Linked DNA regions of Gossypium hirsutum: all the other regions are linked to region 1. A link is a contact called in public Hi-C data. All regions are on one chromosome and are shown on one strand. Each heading gives the region's core, a stretch centred on a gene start, on an enhancer-like site or on the middle of the called end of the contact. The rest is flanking DNA. Distances are from core to core; before and after follow the strand shown. Region 1 holds the start of LOC107894981 (protein NRT1/ PTR FAMILY 4.6). Region 2 holds the start of LOC107948812 (transcription factor MYB124). Region 3 holds the start of LOC107887012 (receptor-like protein 4). Region 4 holds the start of LOC107887169 (30S ribosomal protein 3-1, chloroplastic).

The links. Hi-C and Micro-C count contacts between places; a contact is called where the count stands out from the background.
Region 2: a Hi-C map of leaf shows a contact between it and region 1, with 2.5 times the contacts expected there. The contact joins the promoter of LOC107948812 here to the promoter of LOC107894981 in region 1. A contact is called at or near these places in 7 of 34 Hi-C or Micro-C datasets (callus, hypocotyl, leaf and 1 more).
Region 3: a contact with region 1 is called in a Hi-C map of leaf, with 2.8 times the contacts expected there. The contact joins the promoter of LOC107887012 here to the promoter of LOC107894981 in region 1. A contact is called at or near these places in 2 of 34 Hi-C or Micro-C datasets (hypocotyl and leaf).
Region 4: a contact with region 1 is called in a Hi-C map of leaf, with 2.1 times the contacts expected there. The contact joins the promoter of LOC107887169 here to the promoter of LOC107894981 in region 1. A contact is called at or near these places in 4 of 34 Hi-C or Micro-C datasets (callus, leaf and petal).

Annotation. Positions count from the first base shown.
Region 1 is chrD02:38,543,593-38,547,274 of Gossypium_hirsutum_v2.1, forward strand. It overlaps LOC107894981 (protein NRT1/ PTR FAMILY 4.6), which reads right to left and starts at 1,690. Exons shown (of 5, transcript XM_016820139.2): 1 at 1,511-1,690; 2 at 1,172-1,274; 3 at 829-1,046. The coding sequence starts at 1,513. LOC107894980 (a long non-coding RNA gene) reads right to left here. Exons shown (of 2, transcript XR_001683337.2): 1 at 3,591-3,682; 2 at 2,919-3,364.
Region 2 is chrD02:38,116,574-38,120,255 of Gossypium_hirsutum_v2.1, forward strand. LOC107948812 (transcription factor MYB124) reads left to right here and starts at 1,910. Exons shown (of 12, transcript XM_016883467.2): 1 at 1,910-2,873; 2 at 3,001-3,047; 3 at 3,155-3,211; 4 at 3,307-3,379. The coding sequence starts at 2,793.
Region 3 is chrD02:38,940,859-38,944,540 of Gossypium_hirsutum_v2.1, forward strand. LOC107887012 (receptor-like protein 4) reads right to left here and starts at 1,655. Exons shown (of 9, transcript XM_041088536.1): 1 at 1,496-1,655; 2 at 358-1,398. The coding sequence starts at 1,571.
Region 4 is chrD02:38,868,803-38,872,484 of Gossypium_hirsutum_v2.1, forward strand. LOC107887169 (30S ribosomal protein 3-1, chloroplastic) reads right to left here and starts at 1,784. Exons shown (of 1, transcript XM_016811332.2): 1 at 859-1,784. The coding sequence starts at 1,589. The coding sequence ends at 1,098. It overlaps LOC121214649, which reads left to right. Exons shown (of 5, transcript XM_041088534.1): 5 at 1-403. The coding sequence ends at 232.

The sequences.
Region 1 (3,682 bases), core at 440-2,939:
TTGAATGGTGCAGGGTGAGCATGATTCTCAGTTAAATAGACTTTCAAGTTTCGCTTGGGCTCTATCAATGGCCGCCCACGTGGTTCATGAACCTGCCCAAAATGAAATGAGCAACCTTTGCTTCATTTCCCTTTTTCATTCGAAGAAAGCTACGCACCCATTATTAAATGGATTTGGTTTTCCCAGGATTTTCTTCGGATTCGTCTCTTTCTCCAGCCACATACTGTACAGTGATTGGTGGATGAAGAGTTGAAAATTACCGTGTATTAGACGTATGACATAGGGTAGGAGCTCCAGCGACTGTTTGACACTCATGCGGTACGTGTAGAGCTAAAGCTCTCTTATCGTTAAACTAAAATCCCAAGGCGTCGGTTTTGAAAGGATAAGTCCCATGACTAACACCCTAACATTGGCCTACTCCAGGACCCACCCGCCCCACTTCCCAATTTATGGATAAGAAAAAAAGGAATTTCTTTAATGGAATACGAGGCATTTGAAAGCATAGCTAACATAACCGATTGTTGTTGGAAGTTCGAATATGTGATGGAAGGTTGAATTGAAACAGACCCTATTTTATTATCTCAGAATTAGCTTACTTTTGGGATCCGAAAGAAAGTGGACAAATGTACTGACATTTTTTAGTAAGGCCTCGTTAGTTGTTGTACCTAGGCAGACTGGGTTTTTTGTTTATACCGAAGTCGCAGAGAGGGAATACTATCAGATTTTTGCCCGTGTCTTTTATTTATGAGAACCACAATGCGGATGAAGTGCAATAATGAAACAAAACATAGAGAGTTCTAAAGATAAGAGTGCGTGAAAATGGAGTACCAGGAATTGGATGAGTGCGCTTATGAGGTAGATGTGATAAGTAGTGAAGAAAGTGTCGGATAAGAAGCCCCCAAGCAGAGCCAGAAGGAAGGCTGTCCCCATGAAATTGGTGACATCGTTTGCCGATTTTGATGGAGATAAGTGCATGTGCTTTGACAGATACAGCACCAGGTTGCTACTATTTGCCAAGTAGGCCAGGTTCTCCACCACTTCCACAACTACGTACACCCAAAATTTATCATTAAACTAAGGGATGGAACCAACCTATAAAATAAGCCTCCAGCGGAAGCTCACCCTTTATTTGTGTCAAAAGGAACAAAAAGGAATAGATCAGGTAACTAACCCAAGACAAAGGAGGCAGCCACCATGCCACCATGTTGGCCCCTTAAAGCAGGTTTGCCCCTCCAATCCACATACCCTTCCCATCTATTATCCTGGTATCCTTCCTGTACAATAAAAGGCGAGTTAGTAATAGTATCTAGGAAAGCAACGAGAGGACGAATAATGAAGCAACGAGTTAGTAATAGTAATGGTATCCTCCTTCCTGTACAATAAAAGGCGAGTTTGTTGTCTGCTGTTTGTACTTTGAATGAAGCAACGAGAGGACGAATAATGAGTGAGATGACAACATAAAAAGAGCAGCAAAATAAAAAATTAAAAGGGCGGGGGGGGGGGAACCCACCATTGTTCTCTCTCTCTCCTATTCTCAACTTGAGTAATTATGTTGGTATTTGATCTCGAGTGTGAGGTAGAAAAGCATGGTGAGAGTGGTGGGGGTATTTAAAGAGAGGGGAAGGGAAGAGCATTTGATGGTTTCAGTTCAACTTGGAGGAGAGAATGGTCTTCACACCTCACATAAGTTAATTTTTGACTCATCATCCTTGGAACCTCTTGTTTTATACTAAGAATTCTTTCATTTTATTATTTTATTTGAAAATTATCATATTAACGAACAGTTTCTTTTTGTAATAACAAAGTGTCTTTTTATTAAAGATTTGCTAACTTATAGTAAAAAAGCTTGAGAGGAGGAAGATTAGGAGAGAAACATATCAAATCCTCTCCACCCATTATTAAAGGAACCCAAAAGAACAAAAAAAAGTACCTTTCTCTTTCTTTGACCATCGAAAGCCAAAACCTTCGTTGCGGATGCCTAATGATAGTATTTATTTTTGTCTTTTCTTCCAACAAAATATGAATTCAATTAGCAAATAGAAACATCAAAGCAGTACACGCCTTGAGGAGTAGAACAAAACCAGCAAGTAGCAACACACAGTGAGCAGCTGATCGATAGATGCCCCCTTAGGAGGTGTGGCGCCAAACGTTGACAAAAACCACCGTCTTCATATTCAACCACAAGTGGTTAAGTGGTTTAAGAATCTCCCAGGGGCGCCAAGTTTGATATCGAGTATTGGTGTACCGAGAAGCAGGCACTATAGAATCGGATTCCACCACTACAGAATCAGAACAACAATATAAAACTTCAAAGGAGGCGTATCTTTAATCTTGTTTCATTTTTCACTTGATATTTTGATGATCTTCCATATGTTTCTCCTTCCAGTACTGTTATAATAAAATTTGCTGATTTATATATAATTATAAGATAAGGAATATATTCTTTAGTCCGTGTACACTCAGGAATTTAGTAAGTGGATGACGATAACATGGATATATATATACACATACGGCAGCTTTATGCAAATGTCTTTTGTGGCCGTGTGATTATCATGAATACTGTTTCCCCAAACCCAAAATCCAATGTTTACACAAATGAATGGAATCCCCAGTTAACAAATTGCAAACAGTGGTTAAAAGAAGCAAAGGGTAGTGGTAAGATCACTTGGGTTGGACGATTGCTAATTGCTTGACATGATAGAATCTAATAGCCATACAATGGAGGATTATTATATTAATGGCTCCCAATCTCCTACCGATGAGCTTTTGTGCAATAATGCTTGAAGATATGAAAAGATGATAGAAATTGGATGTGCGGTCTCAGACTAAAAAATACTACTACATATCCATTTGCTTGTTAGGCTTAATTCAAACATTACTCATTTTTGGTACTTCAATTTTTTTTAAGTCGGTTCCTGTCAAAAAAAATCACCATGCTGCATTAATTTTTTGAAATTTTACAGGAAAATTAAGAAAAACAGGGAGAGAAATGAAAAATGTTCTTATTACAGCAATAAAGTTAATTAAAAAGAACTAACTTATCAATTATTATCGACTTTAAAATGCCGACTCTCTCTAAAAACCCGATTTCCTCGGCATGGTTGTTGGCAGACAGCGCGGAGGCGGAGCGACGACTGCCTGAGGCTGAGGACTGATTGAGGGAAGCAATACAGGAGCTACAGAGGCATCATAGGATGGCGGCGAGTGGCGACGACACCCCGTACGACCATGCTGATGATCCTGCGTGGCCAACGCCATTGGTAATTTCTGCCAAAGCTTTCTCCTCTGTTATGGCGTTAGAGTAGGCATCGGGATTCTTTCTCGCACTTTCAAGCTCGCCAGAGGACAATCGTATTCGTTGCTTCTTGATCTCAAGATTAGGGTTTTAACCAATCAAACAAAATCTTATTGAGCTAATAAAATTGAACTCTTAAAAAAAGAAGCGGTGGCTAATGAGATTTGATGATTCTTTTGTAGAATTATCCTTAGATTACATTTAACCCAAAATGAAAACTAAAACATGAAAGATATTCAAATTATCCCCAGATTAGGAAATAAAAGAGAAGATAAAATTGAATAATATTACTCACAGTAAGCGGTAGAAAGTCTTGAACAACGTTGCCTTCAGCGGAATAGTAGACAAAACTTACGTTTCTTCCATGCCCAAAACAACAGCCCTGTT
Region 2 (3,682 bases), core at 660-3,159, 430 kb before region 1:
ACATAATTAATATTATTATATAATATGTATATGAATTTGTATGTAATATTTTTTTTGTTTATTTGTATTGTAGGTAATTTTTATTATTATATGATATCCATATAAAATTTTATTTATTTGAATCATTATCTCGAGTTTGGAAAGAACTTCTAAATTGAAAAAAAATAGTTTTTTATTATTATTTATTATATTACTAGATTGATATTTGAATAATTTTTTTTATCATTACATCTTGAATATTGAAAAATATTTATTATATTTAAGCTTAAGGGTGAGAAAAATTCTTAGTAAAAAATAAAAATAAATCAATTAAGCTCTTAACATGCACTCAATTGAGTCCTCAATGACAAAAGAAATTCAACTAGACCCTTTCGATAATAAAAATCGTCATTGATCAATTTGACTACGCGGTTAAAAAAACCTAAAATCCTAAAAGTTATAAAAATATACTAAAAATGTATATCTAGTTAGAACCTAGACAAATGAACTTAAGTTTATTTGAATCTAGACACCTATTTGTTTACTTCTTTTTAGATGTAATTCAAAATATTATAAAAAATTATAAATTATTATAAAAATATGATAATTATAATAATAATTGATAATTAGTAAAAAATACTAACAAACTATAAAAATTGTAAAATATAAATAAAATATAATAAAAATTTATCTAAATTTTGTACATGTCATGTGCCCTTATATACCCATTTTGCCTTAGTATACAATTTTTGGAACCTACCAAAAATGAAACCAAAGGTGATTAAGAGGTTTTTTTTTGGTTCATTTTTCAAACGATTATGGGTACAACAAGTACATATAATATGATTTTTCATTAACTAAAAGTTTAAGTAATTCAGTAGGTGAGTTTGTTTAGGCTTAATTCATAACATTAAATTAATCTATTACATCATCTTATTTTTATATAATTACTAACTTTGAGTTTTTATTATACATATATAATAATTGCATTAAAAATTATTGTATATCCATAATTAATTTTTTTAAAATTTATTTTATTTTATAATTTAGTGTTATTATTTATAAAATTTTAATATAATCATATAATATTTAAAATACATATTATCATAAATTTGAGTTTTAGATTGGATCTATCTCGGGTTTGGATTTCCTCGAATTCTGATCATTATAAACTTGGATTGGCATGGGCGAACTTTTGGGCTCAGGTCTGTTTTGCCCGCTCTAATGAAATATGATGGTTGAATTGTTAAAATATAAAAAAATAACGACAGAATATAAAACCATATGGGTAAGTGAAATATTTTAAAGAAAATGTGATATAAATGCAAAATCATGAGTTAAACAATTTAAAGTTGGTATTTGTAACAAATAAAATAATAATAGAATATTCAAGGTAAAAATGTTGAATTTGGAATATATATTGTCATTTTCTTCTTTAGAAAAGACAAACAATGTTTGTGTTGGATCATTAAATATCCAAACCAATAACCAAAAGAGAAGTTTCCTATTTTTGATTTGGTATTTTTCCCTCCAAAAATCTAACTGGAATTAATAAGCTTCACATGAACAAACAACCAAACAAATGGAAGGTGAGAAAATCGAATGAATATGAAAGCAAAAGCATCTCATTTTTAAGAAAATAAAATAACACAAACAAAATGCCATTAAAAAGAACTTGTCGCGTCAGAAAATTAAGCCAAAAACAATAATAAAAAGCCCAATTCCAATGATGCAAACTATTCACGTGCGTTGCACTGCCCAATGAAAACCATCAACGTTGACTGATGCACAGGCATTACATCCAATCAACACACGCGTTTCTTTCACGTGAATATGTTGCGCCTGGGGATTGTTTTGAATTTTGAAAACTAAAATTCACCCCCCAAAATAAGAATATATATAAGAAGAAGAGCTGTGATGTGAAGAAATACGAAGGTTCATCAGTTTTTATGTCCGCTAAAATCATCATAGTTCAGGGAAAAAAACAGAAAAGAAAATGGATAAATTATTAAATTTATAAAAATAAGAAAATAGTAAAAATAGGGTTTGCTTTAGGAGCAGAGTGGGGTAAGTGTCCAGGGCATTCATAACAGCGTCATGAAATTCGGCGTTATTTATTTATTTAATTTTCTTTTTCTTTTAATATTTTCAAACTCTTCTTCATACCCGCGCACTAAAGCAAGAATCCGTTGATTTAAATTAATATTTTTTAGCTCTTTTCTTCCATTGTTTGAAATCAACAAAATAAATCCTAAAAAACCCTTGCAAGAAAGAGAGTATTTTTCCAAAAAGTTTCTCTCTTTATTTGAAAGAAAAAAGCCCAAAATATATATTTCTTCCAGATTCATCATTCCATCACTCTTCCATTTCCCTTCTCTTCAAAGTTTTAATTCTTTTTATCCATTATAGATCTACCCTTTTCGATTCTACGTATATACATGTACATTTGAATCACAAAGCTCAAGCTTTTATTGACCATATAACTGGTGGAGACGTTGTGATTCTATTTTCTAAGTATAAACAGGAAAAAGAAAGGGTTAGCATCCGAGGAATAACGGAGTAGAAGGGGGAAACAAAGCATAGAGTTATTGAGAGTAATAAGGATTCCGTTTGAACCCAACAGTGAGTTTTGTAGTAAAAAAGATAAAAGAGAGGGAAGTGGAAGCGTTGGTTCCCTTTTTCATGGTTTTTTTTTTTATAATAAAGGGTTGGCTTTTTGAGGATGCCACTTGGGTTTTAATAAAAGGGAAGGGAGCGTCAAGGAAGGCCAGCAACTAAGAGAGACAGAGATTAGAGTAAAGAAGAAAAAGAATATGCAGGAAACAAAGAAGAAGAATGGTGGCAATGAAGATTCCAAGAAGAAGGAGCGTCATATAGTGACGTGGAATCAAGAGGTTTTCTTTTCTTTTTTAAAATAGTTTTCTTCTTTGGTTCCCTCTGTTTTGTTTATTATTTGATTGATTGATTCTTTGTTTTGGGGGGTTCTTATTAATTTGATATTGGGGGGGGGGGTGTTTGCAGGAAGATGATATACTTCGAGAACAAATCAGTTTACATGGGACTCAAAAGTGAGCCTTTTATTCATTCATTCGTTCATTTGAAGGGTTTGTTTGTTGTTTTTTTAATGATGGATGAAATTGAATGGATTTGTGTTGGTTTTAATGTTTGAGTGCAGCTGGGCGATCATTGCCTCTAAATTCAAGGATAAAACCACAAGGCAGTGCAGAAGAAGGTTGGTGAAACCATGATGATTCCAAAAGTTTGATCATTTTTAGTCTTGTTTGACTTTTTAATCTAATGTCTTTTTTTGTCACAACAAAAACACAGATGGTACACATACTTGAATTCTGATTTCAAGAAAGGAGGATGGTCACCAGAGGAAGATATGCTTTTATGTGAGGTAATTAAATAAGTTTAAAACCTCCATTTCCATTCAAGTTAAATGGGGTCAGTGTTACTTTAATAAAACTTGAAATGAATTTTTCAAGAACTTATCTTCTTATGATGTATTTGGAGGAAATGTTACTTTCATTGATCAGTTGTATCAGGCTATTGCATGTTACTGGTACAGTAGGTTTTGAGTTTTCCAAACAGGAAAAACAAATATATAGAGAGAGGTAGGCCAGACCTTAAACTAATTGACACAGTTTTTGTCTTTCAAAAGTAGGGCAAACAACAGCCACTTAGTTTCAGTTTGGATAAG
Region 3 (3,682 bases), core at 405-2,904, 400 kb after region 1:
GAATTTTAGGAGATTTGAATTCAGATGTGTGGATTTGGATATAAAAAAAATGAAAATTTCGAAATTGGATTTTTTCAGATTCGGATATCCAACAGATAAAATGTATTTAACTCTCGGTTAATTTGCGGAAAATAAATAGGTTCGGACTTTTAGGTAAATTTGCAGATTCAGATAAATAAAAAAAATCGCATATCCTACCCACCACCATTCCTAATCAAATTAACTACCCAAAAAGTCTAATTTTCCTATAGAAAGCTAATGATTTCAAGGACCAACCAAACTCTCATACGCAGCTTTCAGCTTAACATGCAGATCACTAAAAAGTTCGTATAAATAATAAAAATTCAGCATCTTTACCTTGTTCAGGAACCGTGGCCAAATCAGCTGGAACCATGGCGTAATTTTCAAGCCCACAGATCAACGGAGCCCCTGCCACAGGCGACAGCTTCACATTCAACACAGAACTGCTCAAATTCTTCTCCGTATAATTTAAACTGTAGGCCGCAAAGCTCCCAACTTCCTTCAATATATCCACTCTACTCACATTCTTATCGTTGACCAGCACATCGAACACTCTCTCCCCTGCCTTTTTAACCGTCGAATCGATCTCCGCAAAATGAAACCACACCAAATAATCAAGCTTTGCATCCACTGGTAATTCGTATTCCAGACGTCCCTCAATTGTCACCGCCGATTGGTACAATTTCATGGGAAAGTAATTCGGCGCTTTCTCGGTACCGGTTATTTTTTCTTTAGTGGTTATAACTTTAGCGGATTCCGACTTTCCTGCTCGGTAATCGGAATCGGATTGCCAGGAGCGGCCGAAGGCGTCCGGGTCGGATGTGAAACCGGGTCCCCATTGTGATGAACCGGGAGAGAGCCGCCCATAGTTGACTAGAATGTAGCTGTCGCCGGTTTGGGCGGAGTTATATGACAAAGGGTCGATCTGGACGACTTCGAGAGAAGCGATGACGGGAGGGTTAGTGGCAATGCTGTAAAAACATAAATCGAGTTGACCGTCTTTGACGAAGGCAAAGAGATCGGAGTAAGCGCCATCTCGAGTGAGAGATTCGGGCCAAGGAGAGCGCCAGGAAAAGACGAGAGTGCCCTCGACAGAAGCGTCGAAGGAAGGGGAATGGGATTTGCCGTCGTAGTTGTCGTAAACGGTAAAAGTACGGATGTAGTAACGGCCAGCAGGAAGGGGGATATTGTAGCAATTCTTCTTACCGGAGGAGAGTGGGAAGTAACGGAGAGTCTTTTCGTGTTGAAGATGGAAATGTAGGGGCTCGGAGACCACGGAGGTGGAGCCGCCAGTGAAGAATTTGTCGGGTAGCCAAGAGATGTTGTAGGAGTCGGTGGAAGGAGTGGAACTGCCGCAGTCAATGTGGAAGCTAGTGTCTGCAAAGAAAAGAAAAACAAAATAAAATAGCAGCAGTTAGCAGATAGTGAGCGAGAGTAGGGAAAAAAAAAACAAAAGGTGGTGGGAGTGGCTTACTGTAAGGGTAGGGCAAAGGGGAGGAAGAGTGGAAGAGGGGAGCCAAGGAGAGCAGGAAAAGGACGAGGAAGGACATGGTGGAATGAGAGAGAAACAAAATGGGAAATGGGGGATTTGATTTTGGACATTGACACTATAAAGTAGGAGTATAAAGTCAGACAGTAAAAGAGGGCGAGATTAGTGGGATATAATATTAATTCACACTTCTCAATTTGTTTACATAATACCAATTAAAAATATTGTTTTTATAAATAAATAAAAAGTATAAAATCAATTTGCTAAATCCTCAAATTGGAAAAGTAAAAGCTTTTTGAAAATAATTTAAATAATTGTTTTCTTATAATTTACTTTAAATATATTTCAATTCATATTAAATAATAATAAAATGTAAAATCACTATTCTTTATCTAATTATTTATATTTCAATATTTAATTAAATTGATTTTAATATTTAAAAATAATTACTATTAATTATTTATATTAATTTAAAAAAAATTAATATATTTTAATTAATACTCAAAATTAACCCGTGCGATGCAGAATTAAGAAAATAAGATATTATCTAAAATAAGGCTTTGATGCATTTTAAGAAAAATTAGTTAGTGAAAAGTTGGTTTTATGAAAAGTGGTAAGTGGTATTGTTATCCGCGCAATATGTCAGCATTTTTATTTATTGTTACGAAGTGAACACTTTTTAGATTTTTTATTAAATTATTATAAAAAAATAAAAAATAACTAAAATATTATAATTTTTTTATTTACTAAAATATGCCAAAAAAATAAAAACTTGCAAAAAAAAACCTGTGGCTTGTTTATTTTCTTTTTATTCCCCCTTTAACTCACTTTTTTATTTAATAAACAAGCTCTCAACCTATTTTTGTAGTTAAATAAGCTCTTAATCTATGATTTTTACTCATAAAACCCCTTTATTTTATTATTAAAGTAAATATATTTTACCTAAAGTAAAGCTATTTAAAAAAGTATAAACTAATTCGCATTTTATATATTATTTTGGTAATTTGATGAGAATAGTTTATTTAAAAAATTTACTAAATTTGATGAGAATAGCTTATAATTATAATTTATTTTTTCTATTTGGGTTACATTTATGGGTGATCGGTTTTATTATTACTTCTGGCTTTTCAATAAAGCATGCCTGGTATTTCTATTAATTTTTTTAATTAAATCTAATATTAGTTAAGTGATAATTAAGATACTTAGAATTCTAATTAAGTAATAATTCTATTTTAATTTAATAAACTATTCTCGTCAAATTACTTAATAACTCTATTTTAATTTAATAAACTATTCTCATCAAATTACCAAAATAGAGTTTATTAAATTAGAGTTTATTAAATGAGAATAGTTTATTAAATTAAAATAGAGTTATTACTTAATTAGAATTCTAAGTATCTTAATTATCACTTAACTAATTAGAGTTTATTACTTAATTAAAATAAGGAGGGCTTAGAAGACAATTAGCCACATTTCAATTTTAGTGCGCCCCACCAACAATTCACTTTCAAAATTCAAAATAGTAAATTTGCATGTTAGGTCCTTGAAATTGCAGATAGCTACATTTTAGTCCTTTGGCACCATTGGTGCCGCTAATCTCTTTGGCACCTTTGGTGCCGCCACAGGTTTTTTTTTTTTGCAGGTTTTTAGTTTTTTTGGTATATTTTGGTAAATAAAAAAATTTATGATATTTTGGTAAATAAAAAAAGTTATAATATTTTAGTTATTTTTTAATTTTTTATAATAATTTAATAAAAAACCCACACTTTTTCCTATATTTTAGTAATTACGATTTCGTATTAACTAATGAAACTATTTAATATACTTGGTTTCAATTTAATTTATTTTTTAATTATTATATGCGATCAATTCCTGTGAAAAACCTCTTGTGACACTTCTTTTTTATTCTAAACGATTGAATCGACCTTTGCGATATATAAAAAATGACCGGGTTGAAAATGCTATAAAAAATGATATGTCACAATATTTTTTTTATACATGTCAAAGTGATGGAAAAGAAAAAATATCTTTTACGTATCCACCCAGTTTAGCAACTTTTGGGGAAATGATACAAAATTATATATTTTTTCACACCAGAAAATTTGTTTTCTGATGAATTGTATACTGATTGGAGTTTTATCAATAAACTAAAAAAAGAAATTTTAGGGATAG
Region 4 (3,682 bases), core at 534-3,033, 330 kb after region 1:
GGCCCAAGATGAAGATAAGAATTACGAGTGCACAGAGAAAACTGCACTGATGTTTCAGAACTCATCTGATAAGCAAATCCCCTCAAGCCTTCGTGCTGGCTTGAAGGTGGAGGCTGTACCTGAAAACCCCACAGAACATGTGGCTCAAAGTTCTGGGACGAAAGGTAAACGACCCTTTACCATTAATAAGGCGCCGTTTTCTGTAAGGACTAGACAAGTTCGTGGCTACTGAGGAGCATCAGTATACTGATTTGATTTTGAAGTTTGGCGAGTTGCATTATAGCATCAGTCAGGTCTATAAGTTTGTTTGTTTGTTTCCCCTTTTTTGTTTATTTTCTTGAGATGTAAACTGGATGTTAACATTTTTGGAATTATTTTCGAAGAAAAATATGTTGGAAAACAAGTCGAGTTCCCAAACATAATTATACTACCTTGCCTTAGCATGCAAGTACGTATCATCCTGCAGGGAAAAAACCAGAATGCAACACAACTTGAATAGGCTTAATGACTACACCCAAGAGAAATCGTGGAACCAAAATAATGGACTCATGGTTATGTGAGTGCATTAAATATAAATCCCCAAAAGGGGAAGGCGATGAAATTAAGTTGCAATATTGAACAAGGAGATGAAATATTGTCCTTTTAGCAGAAACATTATTTCATTTATCTTCAATTAGTACAAGTTAAACACACTTAGGCAAATGCATGTATGCATCTACCGCCACAGGGTACCCAAACTAAGTTAATAGATTTTCCTCGATAATGCTTTGGCTGGTAAAGTTATACAAAGCTAAGGTAATTCTATAAAAACTAGCATCAAATTCGTATACCATCTACATCAATGACATCTAATGATCATGAAAGAAAAACTAACTTGGTAAAGATTCATATCTAACAAGGATGAAAAATATACAAATATGTGGATCTCTAGGGAAATACCAACAATTCAGCAGTGTTTGTTATCCTATTAAAACCAACAATTCATATCTTAGTTCAGAGCTAAGAGGTTTCAAACCAAACATTCTCAAATTCAGTGGATTAACCGAGGCCATTTTGCATAGCTAAGACAAAAAAAATTATATAAAAAAAATGCACATCTAGCTCTGGGAAAGGTTGCCACCACTTTGCTGCCATAGATTGATGATATCAGTGGCCTGATTGAGAAGGATAATCATCTTCTTCTGAGAAATCCAAGGCTTACTTTCTAGAGTGGCCTTGAGCTCTTCCCAGGCATCTTTCCTTGGCCAGAAGAAATATGGACTTAGAGGAACAGTGCCGTGGCCCGGTATGACTTGATCAAGGGCAAGCCCGATGTTCTTTTCCATCCATATGAATTTCAAAACCAGTCTTGGCTTTCCAACTTGCTTGACCACCTCCTCAGGTTTCTGAGGAATGATGAAGTCGGATGGTGTTTCAGTCTCAGTGACAGCTTCCGTGGCAACCGAAGCGGTTAGTGTTGGAGTTTTGATTGTTTTCTTCAAAATGGGATTTTTGTTAAAGCAAAAGGGGGTGTTAAAGGATTTCTGATAACGAAAGGAATGACAAGTGAAAGTAGTATGGAGTGTAGATGAAGTAGCCATGGATAACATTTTGTATTGCAGAGTGGGAGAGAGAGAGAGAGAGATGTGAGGATACGAGTCTTAAAAGTTGCTTTGTGGAGATAGGATAAGGGATATGGGGCAATGGTAGGAGCAGGAGGACATGGGCTTGGATTGGATCCTATGTTTTAATTATACTCGGTTTGCTCCTTTCACCTCTTAGCCCTATACTTTGATATAATTTCTCCTTCAAATTTCTTTTTAATTTGTTATTAACATATATGCATGTCTCAACCAAATGAGCGCTATAATACAATACATCTGTTCATGTTTCCGTTATCTATCTAAGCCCGAATGTCTATTTAAAATTTAGGAGGATTTAAACAAAAATAATAGGTCTAGAAAATGGGTTTGGATAAAAATATCAATCCCGTTTAAAATATGGGTTAGGCTTGAGCTTGAACATTTAAAAGCCTAATCCGACCCGACCCGATCTATTTTAAGTTTACAATATTTATATTATGTTATTTTTATATATTATAAAATTTAGAACTCAATAAAAAAAATAAACCTATACTCTAATGTAAATATTAAAATAATGTTAATATGGCTATATAAAAAATTCAATAAATAAAAAATGTATAAAATTATTAATTATTAAATATTAAATATTAAAATACTATAATATAAATGTTTTTTTAATTAAAAAATAATATGGACAGGTCTAAAATGAGTTGGGGTTAGTCTTTTGTAAATATGGATAGGTTTAAGCAAAATTTTAAATCCAGATTTTTGGTCGGACCGAGTTTGAACAAACATAAAATATGTTAATATCATCTATATTTTAATATTATCTTTAAATAAAAAAATTACAAATTACAAATCTAAGGATCAAACACGTGTTTAATAGTATTAAAATACATGTTTATTTTATATAAAAAATATGCAAATTTGGTATGATCATTATTAAATAGATTTTAAAAGAAAATATTTTTAACATATGATATGATGCATAATAATACAATTCTTATCATATGATAGTTTTTTTACCCATATTGTGAGTACAACACAATTTAATTTAATTTATATTCATAATAATGCAATTTCTATCATATGATGTGATGCATGCATGAAGTGTTCTTAAGTGCATAAGACAACATCCAGATTTAATATAGGTCGTGAAATGTTCATAGTGTTGGGTGAGATTTAATCCACTTTTATTAAAAATGGAATACACTTTGTAAATAAATTTTCTTCCTATTTCGAATAAAATTCGATGCTTTTGCATTAATCAAAAAGTATTCAGAGATATTTTTATTTTTTAAATAAAATATGATTTACTCTAATATATATACATAAATTCTCACGTCATTACATCACATTTAAATACTAAATTAAACTTATATTTTTTTAAAAATTAATGCATCACACATGTGACGAGATACCAATTCTAAATATTCCTCATGCTTAACCTAGTTCTGAACTTAAATTTTTTTCTATATCTCAACATAGATCCAAAATTACATTTTAGTTGATCTCACATGACAAAATAATAATAATAATAATAATAATAATAAATAGTAACAGTTTGTATTTTTTAAAATAAAAAATAATTTGCATATTTTCAAAATTCATTAAAATTATTTTTATTTGCAATTTGAAAATAGGTTGAGAGTGGTGGTCTTACAATTAAAAGACTCAGGTAACAAGATTTTTTGGTGCTTGAAATTGATTAAATTAGTCCTTCTCAAAAAATTTGAAAGAATTTAAATTCTATTAATTTTGATAGTGAGTAATTAAAGATAATCATAATCACAATGTTAATGCCTTTCGTCAATTGTGCATAATTTTTATTAGTTTAATAACAACTTAAGCCTTCGATGTTTACACATTTTTTTAATTTGATAGAATGTATAAATTATGATAGCTAAATTTCTTATTATATCAATTTATTAATGTTGTGATTAGTTATTGTTAGTTAGTCACTTTCAAAATTGACAAGGATATTGCTCTAAATTTATTGAAGCAGAAAAAATTTGCTCAATATTAAAATTGAAAATGAAAATGGCTGAAGAGATTTTTGACCATAGACTTAAAAGGAGCAAAATCTTTCTTCCCTACTTAATTTGGGATTCTCTTAATAC